Regions from separate parts of the Zea mays genome. Here region 2 is linked to region 1. The links are chromatin contacts, called in public Hi-C maps. All regions are on one chromosome and are shown on one strand. Each heading gives the region's core, a stretch centred on a gene start, on an enhancer-like site or on the middle of the called end of the contact. The rest is flanking DNA. Distances are from core to core; before and after follow the strand shown. Region 1 holds the start of LOC100502172. Region 2 holds the start of LOC100383052 (evolutionarily conserved C-terminal region 2).

The links. Hi-C and Micro-C count contacts between places; a contact is called where the count stands out from the background.
Region 2: a Hi-C map of tassel shows a contact between it and region 1, with 1.8 times the contacts expected there. The contact joins the promoter of LOC100383052 here to the promoter of LOC100502172 in region 1. A contact is called at or near these places in 3 of 25 Hi-C or Micro-C datasets (endosperm, leaf and tassel).

Annotation. Positions count from the first base shown.
Region 1 is chr1:282,435,184-282,441,369 of Zm-B73-REFERENCE-NAM-5.0, forward strand. It overlaps LOC100502172, which reads right to left and starts at 2,407. Exons shown (of 8, transcript NM_001196650.1): 1 at 2,214-2,407; 2 at 1,649-2,061; 3 at 1,325-1,555. The coding sequence starts at 1,987.
Region 2 is chr1:282,726,680-282,732,865 of Zm-B73-REFERENCE-NAM-5.0, forward strand. It overlaps LOC100383052 (evolutionarily conserved C-terminal region 2), which reads left to right and starts at 2,530. Exons shown (of 9, transcript NM_001175728.1): 1 at 2,530-2,726; 2 at 2,951-3,015; 3 at 3,135-3,297; 4 at 3,389-3,456; 5 at 3,695-4,246; 6 at 4,489-5,073; 7 at 5,152-5,364; 8 at 5,797-5,943; 9 at 6,031-6,186. The coding sequence starts at 2,690. The coding sequence ends at 6,183.

The DNA.
Region 1 (6,186 bases), core at 1,157-3,656:
AAAGTCTCCATCAGAGCAAGGTTAAAATTACACTAAATTCAGACAACATGATGATACTTACTCCCATGATGTCAATATCTCGCTAAAAATTCCTACACATATAATAGCAGTCTAGATAAAAGGAAACTTATCCCGGTCAGCAAGTGAACCCTAACAGCGTGTTTTGCTCAAGGAACCATCTAGTGCGGAATGAGTTGATCCCTCATGGATTCACCTAAGGATTGGACAGACCTTTGATTTGGAGGAAGTGGTCGTCTGTTGATTTCCAAGGAGCCGTATGTTCACAGAAATTGACTTGTTTACCAACTTACAAGGGATTGGTCGGTGATGGATGGGTCTAATAGGTGATGCAAACCAAACAGTGTGGCTAGCTTAGTTTTTTGGATCGGATCATTCCAGACCATGCAGTGACGCGAACCAAACACGCTCTAAACTCATTTTAGTCACCAAGTAAACTCTAACTACAATGGTTCATAATGATCTTTTCACAGCTACTATATTCGAGAATTTTTTTTAAAACTACAGAAGCATTCAATCAGTCGTTCATTGGTTGAGCGAATGAATCAACAGAACAATTAATATATAGAACATATCAATGAAATCGTTAAGGGAAAATTTTGCAAGATAACAACAAATAACATATAGCCATATAGGTAGTAGTTAATATAACGTATCTGTTTCAACAGAACTAGTGTTTACAATAAAACTAGAAATTAGCGATAATGCATGCATCAACAAATTGTAAGCATCATATCATAAAATGGTATAAAAGGGTATCTAGCTTACCACTAATAGATGAGATGACTTTTATATATAGAAGACACATACTATCCAAAATAAGTAGAGCAAAAAGTGAACTAGACAAGTTGGCATGTACAAAATAGTAAGTGCTTTGTTATGTACCAGTACCAAGATGATGCAAGAACAGATGCATGATGTTATTATAAGTCTACATGCTTTGGTGTTCAGACAAGCATCTAGTGAGCAAAAGAACTTGCTTCGACACTTGGCTCATAGCGAACATTGTAGCAAATAAAGTTAGGCAAGTGTGGCAAAGCCGTATGCTCAGCCACGACAACATGGTTGTAGTATATTTGGTAAAAAGACTCAGTTTATAACAAGCGATTCATCGGGACAAGGAAGCATGGTGGGCCATAATTTTGATAATCAAGTAAACATTTGCCAAAGAAAGCATGGCTCACCTAAATTAAAGGTGGCAAACTAGACTTCCTGATCAATATTACCAAAGCAATTTCCTTCCTCGAGCGGTGAGAACAAGTAAAATAAACTTAATTAATAATTCATCAAGTCCAAATAATGATACCTCACATTTGTCCACCGTCTTATCTGAACTTTCGGCAAGAGCTGACCCCTTCCGATTTAATGGAGTACGTTGAAGTATCTCCTTTGGCGGTTCTGTTCGCGCCTTTTTCTTCGAGGTACCTTTTGAGTTCTCAACGTCTTGACGTTTCTCCCTATTCTTACCAAATAGATCCATTAAGCTATCATAATGGTCAATCGTCTTCATCATCCATTTCTTTGCTTCTGGTTTTCTCTACAAAACAAAGCAGGGGCTTTCGGTGTTTTTTTTTCTATCCAACAGAGAAGTCAACGCCTATTCTTGACTGAATTGATAGCGCACACAAACCTCGATCAACTCCCTCCAAACATTTGGGTCGGCATTGAATCTTCTGCTCTCTGGGCACCACCTAAACCGATTATCTTCACCAAGGAGGTTCCTACATTCATTGAACGATTCCTTGATATGCTTTAGGCGATTTTTTATATTGTTCCGGTCGATCACCACGCCAAACCTCTCACCCACACCGGTGATGATGCTATCATATGCCACCGATGAGAATTTGGACTCACTCCTGTTCCCAATGGCTTGCTGGTGAAGCAGCGAATCAATAAGATATTCGTTCATTCTATCGGACCAGAAAACCGCGTCACGGCCTGAAGCATGGCCGGACTTATTGGGGGACATGGGGATTATGTCGAACCCAAAATTCTTGATGTAATAAACTCCACAGGCACCTTTGAGCTCCGGCTGCGCTGATCCTACACGAGGAAGAAAATCCTAACCAAATCACGGATAAATCGACTGATTAGTAGAGAGTGAGCGGGCACACAATTCCACAACTAACCGGATGGAGATTACGAAACCAACTCATACCCGGAGCAATCCGCCCAGCTAACCTACGATTACTCACCAGTTAAAAGAGGAAATCACCCCATGATCGGATTAACCTCCATTCCACTCCAGACCCAAGGGAGAATCCGGGACTGACTGAGGAGCGGCCAGTGGAGGACCAGCCGGAAACAACGGTTGTGCTCGGCGTCGGTGGAGTTGGGGACGCCGGGCGCGACTCGAAGTGGCGTCAGTTGTCGTTTGGTTCTATAGTAGATGGTGGAAAAGGGACGGCGATGTTACACGGTAAAACGTCTTGTACTCTAAATGTAGGGTTCAAACGCGTCCTCTAGGCGTCCAGCAAGGTACTTTATATGGCACTCTAAATTTTAGAGGACGCCGCACGCATCCTAGATGTGGAGAATTGCAGACGTCCGATATCCGGGCGAGGAGTCGGGCTCGCGCGGGGGTGAAAAATCCGGAGGCGCTGTTGTGCCGTCGCTGGCGACTTCGATCCATCTCGGCGAGGGGGCCTCGCGGCGCTGCTCCTCGGCGCCGCCGGCCAAGCTGGGCTCAAAGAGGCCGTGCTCGAGCGGGTCCGGAGGTGGACCGCTCTCGGTGGCTGGAGGCAAGGAGGTGGCCGCCGACGAGTCAAAGATCCAAGGAGCGGGTGTGACCGTCGGTGTTCGTCGCCGTCGAACCGCCATCGCCAAGAAGCTGAGAAGATCCACGGCGCCGACGAAGGAAGGTGGGGAGAAACACAAGCGCATCTCGACGTCGCCATCATCATCGTCTTCCATTCGGTCGGGTGGTCCAGATCCGAAGACAAAAAGGTAAACATTGAAGATCGATTTTGCTTTCTATGATTCTAGTACTTGAAATGCTACAACTCGTCCAGATCTAGGGTTAGGTTCACCGAACATACATTGGATGGATGTAGGATTCCTTGAGCACTAGGTTTTCTGTTCATAATTTTTGTTGCCATTAAGAAAATTTGATTGTGGTACAAGCTTCGATGTTCTAGTAAACGATGTGTATTTACAAATACATGGCGACTGCTTTAGACAGACTGAATCATGACCACTATTGTATCTCTTGATAATTGATGTTCACATTAAGGAAATTTCTTTGTGCTAGAAGCTTTGTTCATATAGGAATCGAGGTGTATTCACAATTACTTGGCCAATGCTTTTGACACACTGAATCATGACCACTAGGTTTTATCTTGATAATTGATGTTCATAATTCATGTGATGATTTGAACTGCCTATTGGCAATACTAGCTGCTCCGGAGTATATTTACCATCAATGTAGCAACTAGGCCACGGTATACATAAAATTTTCACGTACATATATTAACACAACCATATGTTTTATGTAGACCATGGATTCGAAGAACGCAAAGCTCCGAAGAGTACTCGCTCATTTAATCAGAGTAGTGGAGCAGCGTTGTGCCGACATCGTCGATGTCGTCCACGGTGCCTTCCAACCAGTTAGCGGACCAGTCCTCAATGAAATGAATCGTGCTTTAGTTCAGATCGAGGACCTTGCCAAGGACCTTGATCACCTTGCACTGGAAAAAGACTGGGAGATGGAGCACATGGCCCCTTCTCCAATTGCTGAATCATCAGAAACAGAGGATGAGCTTCTGCTTGATTATGATTCAGAGTTGAATCCTGACGATATCGTCGGCTACGACGACGGACGCGACTACTCCACCGACGACACCTATCCCTACTAGATTAGCATGCACCTAAGGAATATGTGTATGTGTTAGGTTTATGTTAGTGGAACTAGTCTTTTGTATGTGAACACAACAGATGTGTGGCACAAGTTAGTGGTTTAGTTGATGTCATGTTTATGTTGTCGACACCTATCTGGACGCGATGTTGATGACATGTTTATGTTAACGTGCTCTGTTAAATGTTATCAACTTTCCAATATATCTAGTCTCCAGCACTTCTGAGTTTCTTCTGCCTGTCCTGTTTACTTTTCTCATGGTTGTGCTTTCATTTCAAATGCTTGTCTCAAATGTAGTACACTTATTCATTTTAATCTCATGTATTTTTTATGTGAGTACCTTCAATGTACAGCATGGGTACGGATTGGAACCAAGTTATGGCACAGTATGGCAGTTTCCTATCTGAGGATGATGGCACTCAGTTTGACAACACTGCATTTCCTCCTCCACCTGATATACCAGCCCAGGCCTCACCAACAGCACCTCCAGTGAAGAAGCCTCCTCAACACACAAAGCTAGCCAATTTCACGTCTGAAGAGGATATGAGGGTTTGTCAAGCATGGTTGGCTGTGAGTTGTGATCCCATTGTCAACACTGGTCAGAAGCGTCAAGGATTTTGGAATCGGATTACAGAGGCATACAACTCTCGTAGAGGATCAATGCCAGAGAGGTCTACGAAATCTCTCATGAGCAGGTGGGACAGTATCAAAACTCAATGTTCTACCTTTGCTGGATACATGATGGCTGTGCTTCGACAAAACCCAAGTGGCATGACTGATGCAGATAAGGTACGAAAATGTTCGTAAATGTAATTAACCACATACCAGTGTTTCATGAAATGCTTTTTTTTGTTTTGCAGACTTCGCTTGCGGCTACTCGGTTTGCTGCTGATGAAAAGAAGCCCTTCCATTTCTTACATTGTTGGTCCATATTGAAGGATCAACCAAAATGGATGGACCAGCACATGGGCAACCAAAATCCTCCACCCAACCCAATTGGTACCCAATCAAATACTATTGACTTAGATGTTGCTGAAGACTCAGGTCCATCAAGCTTTACTTCGAAGAGGTCGCTTGGTCGTGATTCAGCCAAGGAAAAGGCAAAGAAGCAAAGATCAGAGAACACATCATCCACTGATTCCGAGTACCTAACACGGATGGGTGAGCTATCTTTGGAACGGTTATCTGTCTACAATCAGTAGCTTCAACTGAGGAGAAGAAGTTGGAGTTCATGAAAAAACAGGAGAGGCAGAAACTAATATTGGAGAGGAAGAAGCTAAATTTAGAGAAGATGAAGATGGAACGACAAAAGGTGAAGGAGGACACAGAACAGGAGGTTCTCATATTGAGCATGGATTTGACAAAATGTAACCCCCTACTTCGATAGTACTACGAGGCAAAACAACTGGAGATTCTGGCAAGGGTTACTGGAAGCTCGTCGTCAAGCAAGTGAAAGTTCATTCTAGTGCTTGAGGAAGTACTGTAATTTGTTTTTGAGAACAATTTTATGTTTCTGCACTTGGCAATTTTCTGTTGTGTGATGTTTGAACTCAGTCATGTTGCTTAATAATAGTAGACTTGTTATATCATTAGTCAATTAAAGCATGACACATTGGACAACCACAAATGTGAAGAACTCCATCTGTTTGCAGTACACATAGTAGAAACATAAACTTCATCATACTTAACACATAGTACAAACATAAACTTCATACTTAACACATAGTAGCTTGGGAATAACAGAACCGACGACATGACACATTAGACATGACAATAAGACAAACATACTTAACACATCACAGACATAAACTTCATACTTAAGCAGCTCCGAATCCATGCCGCGCCCAGTGGTGGTGGATTAGATCAACCTGCAACTGATTATATTTCACTGGATCATGTAGTTGGCCGTACCTATTGTTGATGTACTCATTCCGCTCCGAAATGGAACCATGACTAGTGTCCGCCAAAACTCCGATGTTGTTGAAGCTTGTGTTCAAAGACGAAGGACCTTCATCTTCTACGATCATGTTGTGCAATATGATGCATGTTTTCATTATATCTCCAATGTGTTGTGGAGACCAACCATATGCAGGAACACTAACTATGGCCCATCGCTTCTGTAGTACTCCAAATGTCCGTTCAATGTCTTTTCTAGAAGACTCTTGAATAGTGGCGAAATGTTGGGTCCTCACATCATACGGATGACGGATTGTCTTGACAAACGCTGGCCAGTCCGGATAAATACCATCTGCTAGGTAATATCCCATGTTGTACGTGTGTCCATTGACGGAGAAACTCACTGGTGGACTATCACC
Region 2 (6,186 bases), core at 1,280-3,779, 290 kb after region 1:
CTTCCTGATGATGTAGTATAGTTTAAACAGATATTAATGCGGAAGCCACACGGACACGGTCACACAACCACACGGCAAAAACGATATGCAGTATATATTTTTTTGAATCACATATTACCTCTGTAATAACGTCCATGAATATGGGTCGGTAGAGTTCTCGGCACATAAAAAACATGATTATACTTTTTAGTTTTTTGTAATTCCAAGTAAATAATCTTTATGTATGACCATAATAACCATGTAAACACATGTTACTTTGGAAATTAAGAAGCAATCAAACAAGACAAAACACAAAACGACCTTGCTCAGGAAGCTCACTAGTTTATACTGTCATATAGTTTTGAGATGGACGAAGAAATCATGGCGATTCACCTCAGTAGTGGTGGGTTATTGGTCTCTATGTGGAAAAACATGTTTGACTTTAATTCGCACCGACTTCTACTGCTTTATAGTGTTTATCTCTGCGGATAACTACAACAGTCTGAACAGTCGGTTTTAGTCCGAAACAAACAAATTGTTTTATACAGCTTTACATGCAGAGCTGTTTTGTCAAACGGTTTTACCAAAACAGCTCTAGCTTTACCGAAAGAGTTGTTCATAAAACCGAAGCCAACAAAATCAATTTCACTACTGAAGTGAAAACATGCCAAATGGAACCTTAATACTTAACTTGACTTGAATACAAACACTGTGGAGATAAAAATAACATAATGTGTTTGTATGACCTCGTGTAGTTCTAGAGACATAATTTCAATCAAATGAGAGACACGACACGAGTGATGTACCAACTAACATTACCAACATGCACACAATACGTATGTAGTCCTAAAAAATATGAGAAAAATGTAACATGTACAAAGGGACATGAGGTACATTTAAGGTTTTTTTGGCACATAATAAATGAACCGATAAAACTAATAATATCTGTCTATTTAATGTATCTATACAAGTTATAGTAAAACGCCGGGTCATTTATGTGTGATATTTTTTTGGGGGCATTTATTTGTGATATTTTAGACAATAAACTAAGCCACACAACAAAATTTTTTTTGTTAACATTCGCCCCCACAAAAGAAGCATTACATGAATCTTGTTGGAAAGAAACACTATGCATGTTCCGCAAAGAAGTATTACATGGAGCATGGCAAGAAGAAGCAACCTGCATATCACCTGAACGGCATGTTTGAATAATTGAATTTGCATACTCATCGATTCAAAGACCATACCAAGCCACATTAATATTCACCTAGACACCAACTTTGTAGGAAACCTCAGAGCCATCACACACAACGCTATCACTAACGATGGAAGTTGACCATTCCATTAATTGGCATCGACATATTTCTATTGTTTTACATGGTCACAAGGATCGTAACACTCGATAGGTTCATTGAATTTAGAATGTTAGACATTGTTTCACAAATGACATCGAGTCTGTGTATGTGAAAACGAGGACGTCGTGGTGACCATGGAATTGGTTTTGTTATTGGGCTAAACTCGAGGAAAGACATTGCTTTGACCAATTGATTTACATCGAGAGAAAAAAGAAAGAGAATACAATAATAATTTGCATAAACATCAACCTAAGAATCATAGAAATTTTGTGCTATATTTCTAAATCTTAAACAAAAGTATGCATAATGCTTCGTGGGTGAAGGGCGGGGCGATCGATGCGAGACTGCCGTGGGTCGGACAATGGAGCAATGACCGTGGGATTTAGGCTTAGGATTTTGTTTTATTTTAATTTCCAGGAGAGCCCTAGGGTTAGGGTAGGGAGTACCACATAACTGGACTTAGAAAGCAAGGGGTCCAACAACAGTGGTCAGTTTGGTGGTGGTAACGAGTATAGGGGTCAGACACCGCTGAGCTAGGGGTGGGAAACAACCTGATTTGGATTATGCTAGTCTAGGTGGTGATAGATGTCAGAGGCAATGATGGGCTAGCGCAATCCATTAAACAAGGAGAACATGTGGTCTACTCATCGAAGAAGAAAAACAATAGTGTTGCCGCCAAAGATAGAAAACGTGAATGGCTTTATAGAATGCAAACAGGATATATAAAAGCTGTTGGAGATTAAAAAGATATAGAAAATATTTTTTATGTAAATGACTATAATGATAATTTAGAGACTGAAATTTAGAAAAGCTCTTGAAGGTATCGCTAGGTAGGGTTTTCGTCGTATTTTGATTTTGTTCATCATATTCTATTTCTTGTGTTACTTTTCTCTGGTATTTTTCCTATGTCTACCATAAATCGAACCAAGGAGCATTGTTAATTTAGCGTGCCACCACATGTTCTCCTGGAGACTTGACACTTTTTTCCAACATGTTCACAAGTTCTGTGTACCTGGAGCAGAAGTTGGGAAGATAACGAGCAGCGGGGATGGGCTTGGGTCGGTATTTGAATCACCGCCCTTCGAATCGCTAAAACCCCTCTACCTCTTCGCTGGGGGGCTCCTTTCCCTCCCCTCGCGTGGCGTCTGTGGCGGCTATCCTCGCCTCGTCTCCCCTCCCCCCTCCCTAGGGTTTATCCTCCACCACCACCTACCCACCGCCTCTCCCCACCACAGATAAGAATTATCTTATCGATTTTTTACACCGGCCTTGAATCCGATCCAGGAGCAGTCGTTTGGTGTTGGTAGCTGCGGCAGACGTCTGTCCTAGATCGAATTGACTCGCGAGAAGAAGCCATGTCGACAGTTGCTCCTGCCCCTAGCGCTGCTGACCGTATCCTTGCTTCCTGTTCGTTTTTTTGGCGGGTTTGATCCGTGTTCAGGGCCTTTGAGCAGTGTTATAGGAGTCGGTTTCAAGAAACATTTTTATTTTTTTTGGTCACCCTTATATTGGGGGAAAAAATTCTGTTCGTTTTCACTAGGTAAACTGTATCGATCGAACTGTGAGGTGCTTGCTTGAATTATATGTGTGCTTCTTCCTTGATTCGTGAGTTGCAGAGACCACCAATCTTCTGCAGAAGCTGTCTCTGGAGGGCAAGGATGGCTCCGACACTGCCAAGAAGGTATAACTTTCTAGGCTGTTTTGGGCGACCGTTTCGTTTTGCGGAATTATTCTTAGTGGAAGGAGAAATTCACCGAGGATAAAAAAAAATTAATGGCTACTTGAATCGTATAATTGTAGCCTTCTGGGATGCCATATGGAGGATCTACCCACGCTGGAGATGCACAGAGCGCTGCTTCACAGGTGGACAGGTCGATAACACCTCTACTACAGGAGGCCATGGATCCTAATTTCTTCTACCAGCCCAGTGCATATGCCTCTCCAGCCTATTACTTCCCTAGTGGTACATAAACCTGTGCTCCTTGTCGCCTCAGACCTTGGTAGGTGGCTACGTTCATAATTGCAATGCCTGATTCTTGTATGCTGCTTCTCAGGTTATGATGGCTCAGCCAATGAATGGGACTCAAGGTATGCTGGTCATGAAGGAATGGAGATGCCCCCTGTAAGTTAACATTTGTGTTGACTGTGCAATTATCTCAGCTAGGTGTATTTTTGAGTTTAAGATACATTTGAATTATGCGTTTCCACTTTCTCTAGAAATCTGAGAACAAATACAGTGGCATGTGTACACACTACACATTCAAATTTGTTAACTATGAATTTTGGTGAATCACTTATTTACTCTTGTGGATAACATAAGGGATGGAGCTGATACTTTCTTTTCTGTTGAACTAATGTAGCAGACCGTGTATGGAGACATGTACCTTGGATATGGCTATGCTCCATACGGCCCATATCCTTCGGGTTCTCCAGTACCAACTGTTGGGCATGATGGCCAGTCATATGGTTCTCAGCAATATCAATACCCGTCTCAATATTATCAGCAACCAACACCAACAAACGCAAAACATGGTCTAAATGGTGCCAGTTCTCAACCTGAACCGCCCTCTGTTGCCAGTCAGCAGGCACGAGTTTTGGTAGATGCAACAAAAGCAACTCCAAACGTGAGGGCTAATGGTATGACAATTGCTCACAACAGTTCGCTGCCACGTAAGCAAACCCACCTGAATGTATCGGTAGCAAACAGTGGTTTATATGGAAGAGGACCTATGCAAGGCAGTGGACCTTCTGCAAGCAATTATGGTCACAATGGTGTTCGTTCTCCAGCTCAATGGTACGATGGTCCAGTTTACTCGAATGGGCATCAGATACCAACTGCTAGTTCCACATCTTACCGTTCCAATTCGTCTTCTATGAGAAGTCAGAGCCAGCATCCAACAACAAACCTCATGGTGTGTTCGCCAAACAAATTATTTTCATAATATTGTGTTGCAGAGTTTCTTTTTAAGTAATTACTTGTGTCTGGCATTCAATGACATCTAAAGCTTGCTCTCACATACCATTGGTATTAAATTGTACTTCCTTTCTTAAGACTGCACATACAAATGTGATGTGTTTGCATATTTGGATTATTATGAGAAATATATGCAGTGTACCTGAATAAATCTTAGCTGTTGGTTTCATTTATTTCCAGGGTATACATGCACAGATGCCTTCGTCTGGAATGGGTCTGACCTCACCTAGATATCCTTCTAGGATGTACCCAGACAACAGATTATATGGGCAGTATGGTCAGTATGGGAACACACTGAAGGGTGGCCTTGGTTTTGGATCAAACATGTATAGCTCGAGAAACAATGGGAGGTGGGGAGTTGTGGATACCAAATACAAGCCCAGAGGGCGTGCACCTTTTGGTTTTAGTGGTGAGAACCAAGATGGCTTTACCGAGCTGAACAGAGGACCAAGGTCTGGTGGTTTCAAGCACCAAAAACAATTCGGTCCTACTGTAACTATTGCTGTGAAGGGCCAAGCCCTCCCTTCAGTGGGGAAACAGAACAGTACTCTTCCAGACAAAGGCCAATTTAACCAGGAAGGGTTTCCTTTAACCTACAAGGATGCAAAGTTCTTTGTTATCAAATCATATAGTGAGGATGATGTGCACAAGAGTATAAAATACAATGTGTGGGCTAGCACTCCTAATGGAAATAAGAAGCTGGATGCTGGGTACCGAGAGGCTCAGGAGAAATCCAGTGACTGCCCGGTGTTCTTGTTTTTCTCTGTAAGTCTGTAGCATCTTTCCCTATTATTACCTGTACTTCTTTGGCAGTCCCTTTTTGACCTTGAGCTTGTCCCTTAGGTGAACACAAGTGGTCAGTTTGTTGGTGTTGCTGAAATGGTTGGTCCTGTCGACTTTGATAAGACTGTGGAGTATTGGCAACAAGACAAGTGGAATGGTTGTTTTCCACTCAAGTGGCACATAGTCAAGGATGTGCCCAACAACACTTTGAAGCATATTACACTGGATAACAATGATAATAAGCCTGTGACAAACAGCCGTGACACACAAGAGGTATATTTCCTGAGAGTTACCTGGCTTAGATGCTTATTAAGTGATTAATTGCATCATGATGCAACGGGCTAAGGGTACTGTAAAGATAATGTTTTGGTTACTTTCTTTTCAGGATATTTAAATTTTTTACTGGTTTATCAGCGGGCGGGGGCTTTTAGCTAGTGGGAACGGCAAAATATGATCTGTCTATTTCCTTGTTTACAGTCGTCATATATATGACTATGCCATGACCTGAGGGGTATTAGCGAGTCTGCATGACAACTCATGAAGTCATAATGTTGTCTGGCCATTCACTTATTGGTTTCTGTTGAAGAGAGGGTGGTTTAAAAATTATGTATCACTATGAATTGTTGATAATAAATATTGTTGGTCTTCTGAGAAGTGTACTTGTGAGTTGTGATAGTGATCCTAATGCTGTCCATAATGCTGCAGGTTAAGCTGGAACAAGGTCTTGAAATGTTGAAGATTTTCAAAGAACATGTTACTAAAACGTCAATTTTGGATGATTTTGGTTTTTACGAGAATCGCCAAAAGTTGATGCAGGAAAAGAGGGCGAATCAGCAACTGCTTCAAGGCCAGGCAAGTATCTGTTCTTATTACAGTTTTCTGTGGTTCTGTATGGCTTGAATGATGGTCTCTGACGCCTTGTTTCTTAGCATTGGCCAGGGGGCCGATGTTTCTCAAGAGAAAGACAAGGATGCGACTAATGGCAAACCAGGGTCACAGAAACAGGCAACGAGCAAGGAAGGCACTCCTGCTGAGGTGGCGGCGGATGCCTCCAAACCAGTAGCTGAAAGTGGAATATCAAATGACAACTAAGCA